2 separate regions of the Mus musculus genome follow, and region 1 is linked to region 2. Evidence: chromatin contacts called from public HiChIP or PLAC-seq data. All regions are on one chromosome and are shown on one strand. Each heading gives the region's core, a stretch centred on a gene start, on an enhancer-like site or on the middle of the called end of the contact. The rest is flanking DNA. Distances are from core to core; before and after follow the strand shown.

Evidence for each region. HiChIP or PLAC-seq counts read pairs in DNA pulled down with a chosen protein or histone mark.
Region 1: an H3K27ac HiChIP or PLAC-seq map of extraembryonic endoderm stem cells shows a contact between it and region 2, with 2.2 times the contacts expected there. The contact joins the enhancer-like site here to the promoter of Dnajc9 in region 2. A contact is called at or near these places in 3 of 39 promoter capture datasets (the 3T3-L1 cell line, pre-B cells and stem cell-derived epiblast-like cells), 1 of 484 Hi-C or Micro-C datasets (embryonic stem cells), 5 of 115 datasets of contacts at active chromatin or transcription factors (embryonic stem cells, extraembryonic endoderm stem cells, pro-B cells and 1 more) and 1 of 9 other capture datasets (embryonic stem cells).

What each region holds. Positions count from the first base shown.
Region 1 is chr14:20,101,302-20,105,457 of GRCm38.p6, reverse strand. No RefSeq gene overlaps it. Among named protein-coding and RNA genes, the nearest start is that of Saysd1, 20 kb to the right of the region's middle. Within about 2 kb of position 2,142, at least 12 of the 459 cell types and tissues checked have an H3K27ac peak or open chromatin away from gene starts, as enhancers often do. A contact at or near this core is called in extraembryonic endoderm stem cells, where this site is marked.
Region 2 is chr14:20,386,436-20,390,498 of GRCm38.p6, reverse strand. Dnajc9 (DnaJ heat shock protein family (Hsp40) member C9) reads left to right here and starts at 1,589. Exons shown (of 5, transcript NM_134081.5): 1 at 1,589-1,895; 2 at 2,059-2,199; 3 at 2,288-2,542. The coding sequence starts at 1,716.

The DNA.
Region 1 (4,156 bases), core at 893-3,392, 290 kb after region 2:
TGCACTCTCCTCTAGTTTTCTTATGGGGAAGAAATTAGTCAATGCACTACATCCGAGGAGGGAACACACCCTCCACACACCCAGCCAGAGCTCCTTGTGAAAACCCAGACAAGGGATGAAGTTCAGTGCTATAAAACCACCCAGGCAAGCAAGCATGGAAAAAGAAAACTCACAAAATTCCAGACGCGCTTTTCTCCCTGCTCAGAGTAGATAGTATTATCACAATGTGTCAGTTTGAGGATTCTTTTTTTTTTTTTTTTTTTTTTTGGTTTTTGTTTTTTTTGAGACAGGGTTTCTCTGTGTAGCCCTGGCTGTCCTGGAACTCACTCTGTAGATCAGGCTGGCCTCGAACTCAGAAATCCACCTGCCTCTGCTGGTGGGATAAAAGGCGTGCACCACCATTGCCCGGCCAGTTTGAGAATCTTCATTTTATCTCTGTGTGGTGTGACTGCATCTCTGCGGTTAATTTTGCTGTCTTCTGTGAAATTTCTGAGCTCAGGCAACATTATGCTTCCAGTCTCTTTCAGAAGAGCTAAGTACTCTCCAGGCACTCCTGTCCTAACAATGGACTAATGATGTCTCCATGGCTAACATTGCTTGGGGGGCTCTGTCATCCTATGTTCTTAGGGTTACTCAGGGTTGAAGTTGGCCTCACAATAGTTCTTCGAGAATGTCTCACGAGAACAATCTTCAGGTTCTGAAATGTTTGGATTTAAGTTGGGTATGGCAGTGCTTATGGTGTAGTCTCAGCATTCAGTTATGAGACTGAGTCGGGAGGATCTGGAGTTCAAGGCTAGACTGACTGTATACTGAGAGATCCACTAGGATTATAAGTGTGTACCACTATTCCTGGCTCTTTTCACATGAGTCCTGGGGATTGAACTCAAACTCAGCTGGGGATTATGCTTATCTTGGAAAGCACTTTACCGACTGATATATATATACATATATATATACATATATATATATGTATATATATCATATGTGTGCATGCATGTGTGTATGCTTCATGGTAGCATGTAGATTAACCAAACACCTAGATTAACCTTACAACCTATGTAAACAGACACATTAACCAGCATAGACCTTGAACCTTTTATATCACTTCTGATCCAGGGGAGTGATCCGAGAAAGGAAAGCACTGTCTAGAGCTGTAGACAGACCTGAGGCTTGAATGGCTGGGCTGTTGATTTGATAGCAAGCCCCAAGTTGAGAGTTAAGAAAACATGAAGAGAGTGATGGTTCAGGAGACATGGAGACGGGCAGCATGTGACTACAGGGGCAACAAGGGCTTGTAAAAGGGAAGCCCTTCTTTGGAGTGTTAATAATAACCATGCTAACCTGGTATAGTAACACACTCCTGCAACCCCAACACTCTAGAGGAAGAAGCTGTAAGAGTTGTGAGTTTGAGGCCATCTTAGGCTATATAGTGAACTCGAGGCCATTCTGGGTTACAAAAGAAGACTCAGTTTTAAACAAGAACATATTGACTAGAATATAGTAATATTAAAAATTAAAACAACAGCAACAATCTAGACACAGCTTTGCCTTTATCATGTGCTTACTACGTACACTTCTCATGTACATTACTCTCCTAACAAAATAGGGATATTAATCTCATATGACTTGTGATAAAATTGAAGATTAAAAGACTTTTCTAGGCCCCTGTTAGGGCTTGATTCAAAGCCACAGGCTGTGGAAGCCAAGCCTGATCAGTGAGCAAGGCATGGCACTGTGGAGCCTGAAGCCCTTCAGAGATGCTCTGCTCAGAAAATGATTGAAATCGGATGGGGAAATAGTGAGTTTGGGAGAATCCAGGTTACTCAGAGTGCGTCTGAGCATTTTCCTGCTGTCTTTGTTGCAGGCCCTCCCAGAGCCATCTCTGTGTGTGCTGTTGTATTGTGTGAGCCTTCAGAAAGGGAACAATAAGTCAGGGCTTCGCAAACGTCTGGGTGACTAAACACACTTCTCCTAGAGCATTTTGGAAATTTCCCAACTTATTTGGATGCCAGACAAGCAGAGAGCCTGCTAGAAGGGGGCTGGAATATAGCTGAACCTTGCTGGCGACTGTCCTAGGGTGTGATGGAGGAGGAGGAAATAGATATGTCTCCCAACCTCTCCAGGAATTCTGAAAGTAGGAGGGGAAGTAAATAGAGATTAGAGCAAAGGAGCCAGGAGACAGATGGGTTGGGCTTAGCCGGTATAGCACTTGCTAAGTGTGCACAAAGCCCCAGGTTCAAGCCCCAGTAATGCATTAAGACGGGTGTGGTGGCAAATGCCTGTCATTCTAGCACCTGGGAAGAGCAAATGGGAGGATCAGGAGTTCAGGATCCTCTATGGCTACATAGGAAGTGTGAGGCCAGTCTTGGCTACATGAGACCATGTGGAAGAAAAAGGAGGATAAGAAGAGGAGAAGGAGGAGTCGGGAAGAGGAGGAAGAGGGGGCAAAAGAGAAAGAGAAAAAGAAAGAGACACACAGAGGGATGGGGAGACCCATCAAGAGATGGCCCTGATTTCATGTAGTGCAGATGGAAGTGCATGGCTCCTTGGTCAGAAAGCAAGAGCAAATACCATCACGGGAACAAAACCTGAAAGCTTTTCCCTTTCTTAAGCTGACATGGTATTTTCACTATTTAAAGCCCTTCTATGTAAAGAATCATAATGGTGACCAAAGACGAGCTGTTACTTGTATTGTGCGGTGCCAGTTTGAAATATACAGTGCTAATAATATACCAAGGGCAGAAACTTTCTGATCATGGGTCTCATGGGACTTCGTAGGTGGCATATTCACCAAGCCAGCCCTGGGTGCAGGACAAAACCCTTGAATGAATTTTACAGTCTTTAAGCAGCTGGCTTTGTGTACTCTCCATGGAACTGTTGGGTGTCTGACATTTACAGTGTCTCCTGCAGGAGTTACACAAGGGCTTTGGCTGCTGGAGTACACCTCTGAAGGACTTCCATGACCACATTATTCACTAGAGAAAGAGGGGTCAGCAAGAAGAACATTTCCCTTTCATTCTTCCAGCTGTAAATGTCATTGCTCACACATAGCAAAGGAATGGTTCCCCCATGCCAGAGCTGTTTCACAAACAGGTTAGACGCCAGCCTACTGGCTTCGAGGATGAATGGACAGTCAACAGACAGAAGCCAAAACATGGCTTTCCAGGGACAGAATTAAAACTCTTAGCCTAAGAGAGTGTTTGTGTCTTCAATGTCCCTCAAAGCCATTGTATGGTAAGACTTGGTCCCTATGGGAGGTGGCCGAACCTTTAAGGAGTGATGATTTGGGCTGGAGAGATGGCTCTGAAGATAAGAGAACTTGCTGCAAGAACTAGAGTTCAGATCTTGACACTCATGTAGTGTGCCTGGCATGGTCCTGCACATACCTGGAATTTCAGCCCTGGGGAACGGAGGACAGAGGCACGAGGGGGATCACTACAGAGGCACGAGGGGGATCACTGAGGCTGCTATAAGAAAGCCAAGAGAAAAGCACAAGCTCCAGGTTCAGGAAGAGACTCTGCCTCACAAGGAAGATGGCAAAGACAGATAGAGGAGGATACTTGATATCTTATTCTGGCCTCAATGTCACACACACACACACACACACACATACACACACACACACACACCACACACACACACACATACACACACACATACACACACACACACACACACACACACACACACACACACACACCACACAACACACACACACACACACACACACACACCACACACACACCACACACACACACACACATACACACACACATACACACACACACACACACACACACACACACACACACACACCACACAACACACACATACACACACACACACACACACACACACACACACACACCACACACACACACACACACACACACACACACACACACCACACAACACACACGTGTGCACACCCCACTCACAAATTAGAGACTAGTAGAAGGAAGATATGATCTTGAAGTTGGGGGCATGCCCTGGAACCCTTGAAGTCTGGCATTGTGCTAGCCACTGGCCATTGCTGTAACCATCCTGGCAGAAGAGAAGATATTTTAAAGAGATAGTCTTATGTTATCAGATTACTGGAACAATGGCTACCAAAGAATCAAAATGTATTCAGGAGGACTGGAGAGATGGCTTTGAG
Region 2 (4,063 bases), core at 340-2,839:
TGGGTCAGTCAGATCCACGGTTACAGATGAGGGAGGCTATGCTCAGGAGTAGGAAACATAACTTGAGAACAACTTGGGATTCAAACTCCGTATGTCTACCTACAAAGTATTTTCCTACATATAATGTTGCCTATATGAAAGGAAAAACAAATGATAAGACAGCCATTCCAAAGCTCACTTTAAATGCCAGTGGGAAGCCTAGAACATGGCTCAGGACGTAAAGCGCTTTATTTTTACCTTAGCTCTGAGGTACTGAGTTCACATCCTTAGACCCCATGTACTAGTTAGACAGGAAGCAAAGAGTCTGCAATAGCAGCATCCTACAGGGACATGGGACGGTGGAGAGACAAAGGAATCCTCAGACACGGGCAAGCTGGCATGCACAGTGGAGAAACAACACAGACATCTTGTGTCAAATGAGGTAGGAAGTGAAGACTGACACCTAAGGTGGTATCTGACCTCCATGTGTTAAAGCATGCACATGCCCACTCTAACCAACACATGAATGTGCACGCATACACAGAACAGTCTATGATAGAGTCGTGTTTAGGTATTGTGAGTTCAGTATGTAAATGACAGGCTGTATGAAATCAAACACACCGTCTGCCTCACAGTGCCCCAGAACCATGGGATTCTACAGCTATAAACACGAATCACAGGTTTGCTTTTACGTGCTGGTTAATGTAGGTTTTAAGTTCTAGAGTAAGGCTACATTCTTTAGGAATGTAGTGCTCTGGCCTGTTTTATCTGGATTCTGAGAATAGTTACTTATGTACATTCAGAGGTTGCTCTCCATCCAGTGTGGCTGCTGGTTTTCCTTCACTGGGCATGAAGGAACTTTGAAAGTAGGTAAGAGAGGAACTAAGTTTAGTTGGCCTTGATTTTTAGATCCGAGGAGGGGAAAAGCCGAAGAAGCACTGAACTATTTAAAATGATAGGATGGGTGGGTCAGTGCAATTAGTTTCCATTGCTGTGTGAGGTGACTGCAGCAGGTGAGTGGCGCTGATTCTGTGCTGCCAAAGATACACATCCTTTGAGATAAAAGGCATTCTTAAAAGTTGTGCTTTGTGTATTTTGATTGATACAGGCTATTCCTGCATGGACTGAGGGATTCATCCCAGATGAAGTCATCTAAGCCTATAGTTGTACTCTGAGTATCACCTTAAAAAACACATTAACCTTTGGGTTGAACATGTCAAGTTTCCCAGTTTTCCTTATTTTGTATGATTGTGTATGATTGTGTGTGTTTGTGTGTGTGTAGGCCAAAAGACAACTTGACAGAGTATGTTCTCTCCTGCCACTGTATGGGTCCCAGAGGTCGTCAGGTATGGCGGCATGCCCTCCAACCCGCTGAGCATCCTCTCCAGCCCGAGCATCCGCTCTCTATTCGGAAAACTTTCGTTGTGTCTTGTACCGTACTCTCATGTATCATTGAGCTGTGCAGGGAACTGGGAGGAAGCGCAGTAGTGGCTGGCACCGGGTGGGGCGTGCCTCCTCTCCAGAAGACGCCACCGCCGTCTCATTTTACTTCGCGGGCGAGAGCGAGGCTGCTTTGCGGCTGCCGTAAAGTGCGGCTGGCCCCGCCCCCGGCGCTTCTCCTGTGACGCAGGCGCCCAGAGTTATTTGGGCGGGAAAAGGCGGCCGGCGGTCCGCTGTCCAGCAGAGCGGCTGTGGCTACAGCTTCCCCGGGTTCGCGGAGCAGCCTCTTCCCTGGCATGGGGCTGCTGGAGCTGTGCGAGCAGGTGTTTGGCACCGCCGACCTCTACCAAGTGCTGGGCGTGCGGCGCGAGGCTTCGGACGGCGAGGTCCGACGCGGCTACCACAAAGTGTCCCTGCAAGTGCACCCCGACCGAGTAGAGGAGGACCAGAAAGAGGACGCCACCCGCCGCTTCCAGGTTTGTGGGCCCGCGTTCGGACTGCTGCCCGGACTTGTGCTCTCGCGGGGCCCCTGCTCCTAGGACAGCGCACTGCTGATCCTCGGCCTGGCATTTTTCAGCTTTTCTAGCTGCCCTGTTTCGGTGGGAGGTTCAGGATGACTTTTGGATACTCTGCTTACAGATCTTGGGAAGAGTCTACGCGGTTCTGAGTGACAAGGAACAGAAAGCAGTGTACGATGAACAGGGGACAGTGGACGAAGACTCTGCTGGCCTCAACCAAGACCGGGACTGGGATGCATATTGGAGATTACTCTTTAAAAAGGTAAAGAGCTTTAGTGGCTTTGACTAATTCTCATCATTCAGTCCACAAGAACAATTCGCGAAGTTAAAGCAATCTTCTTTGTTATTAGATATCGCTAGAGGATATCCAAGCTTTTGAAAAGACATACAAAGGCTCCGAAGAAGAGCTAAACGATATTAAGCAGGCCTATCTGGACTTCAAGGGCGACATGGACCAGATCATGGAGTCTGTACTTTGTGTACAGTACACAGATGAACCCAGGATAAGAAACATCATTCAAAAAGCTATTGAATCCAAAGAGATTCCAGCCTACAGCGCCTTCGTCAAAGAGTCTAAACAAAAGATGAATGCAAGGAAAAGGAGGGTAAGTAGTGTTGTTCCTAGCACATCTCAGCTGCTTCAAAAAAGGGTCTCGCTGTATTCACAGCGACGGAAATAGACTGCTGCGATATGACTGCTTGACCTGCAGCATTGATCTAACTAGATGACCAGGAAGAAAGCCCTGATTACTTTGGTATGTTGTGCTGAAAATGATTCCACTTTATGGACTGTTTGAAGTCACCCTCAAGTGATTCTGAAAAACTTTTCACACGAGGCAGTCCTTGTAGCTTTGCTGTATGGAGCCTGGTTACAAGGCTGTGGGCCTTGTGTGGTTATTGAACAGGTAGAAGATGGCAGTGATTGTGTGCTGTTAAACATGTAGAATGGCGGGGTGGTGCTCCCAGTACTTGAGCACTGAGGAAGCTAACTGAGGATTGCCACTTTTGAGGTCAGGCTGCGCTGTGTGGATCCGTGCTGCATTGGTTGTCTAGTACGTGGGAGGTCCCTAATTCTCCAAAACTGCCCAGAAGAGGGGGAGAAAACAAAAATTAAAAAAAATTCTGTAAATACATATAGTTATTTCACACACACACACACACACACACACACACAAGGGGATGGAGAGATGGCTCAGTGGGCATGTACTCCTCTTACAGAGACCCAAGTTCAACTTTCAGGACCAAGGTTGGGTGTTGTGGCTCACAACCGTCTGTAACTCCAGCTCCCAAAGATTTGACACCTCCGGTTTCCATGTAACCACTGGGTGGTCTCTCCTGTCCCCACTCTGAGGAACACAATTGCCTACACTTGAGGATTGGGACTTGCGGTTGATTCTTCATCCCTTCATCCCTGTCTAACCAGGAAGAGTGGGGATGTTAGCTGAGGAGTTGAAGGAAGCAAACAACCCTGCTTACGCTCTTTGGGAAAGTTACCCCAGACTGCTGGTAAAGCAATGGTTGCTTCGTCTTGGCTTTCACGATTGGAGCTGACTGGAGAGCTGGCAATTTAAGATGTTAGGTGTCTGGTGGGTACTTGAGTTGTCTTTTGTGTGGCTCAAGTGGATGGGCAAAGACCTGGAGCTTTTAGTACAAGAACATGCAGAGAGAAAAACTAACTTTAGTGTTTGGGGTGAGTTTAAGGGCCTGCTTTACAGAGAAGAGACTGCTATGCCTTTTTCATGGCTTGGAGTCACAGCTGTTGCTTGCTAATCATTTTCGCATGTAAAACAGAACAGCTGTATTAGATCAGGATTTTGGTTTGAGAAACTTGGAGTTAGAGGGGAAATGACAGTTTGAAAGCTGTGTAAAGGGATTGAGGAATGCTGAATTTTAAGAGACGATAATAGAACAAAACTTGTTTTTTGTTCTGGAATAACAAGATCCCAATTTATCCTTATTCCCAGTGGTGATTTGGAAATTTTTACAATGAGTTAGGGCCTCACAGTTCTTGCTGTTAGCTGTTGTGGTATTTTGGCAAATTTTGTTAAATGAAGATAGCTTTGAAATCAGGTAAAGAAAGGCTAAAACTGAGTTTGCTAATGTTTTTTTCTGACTACTCAGAAAAC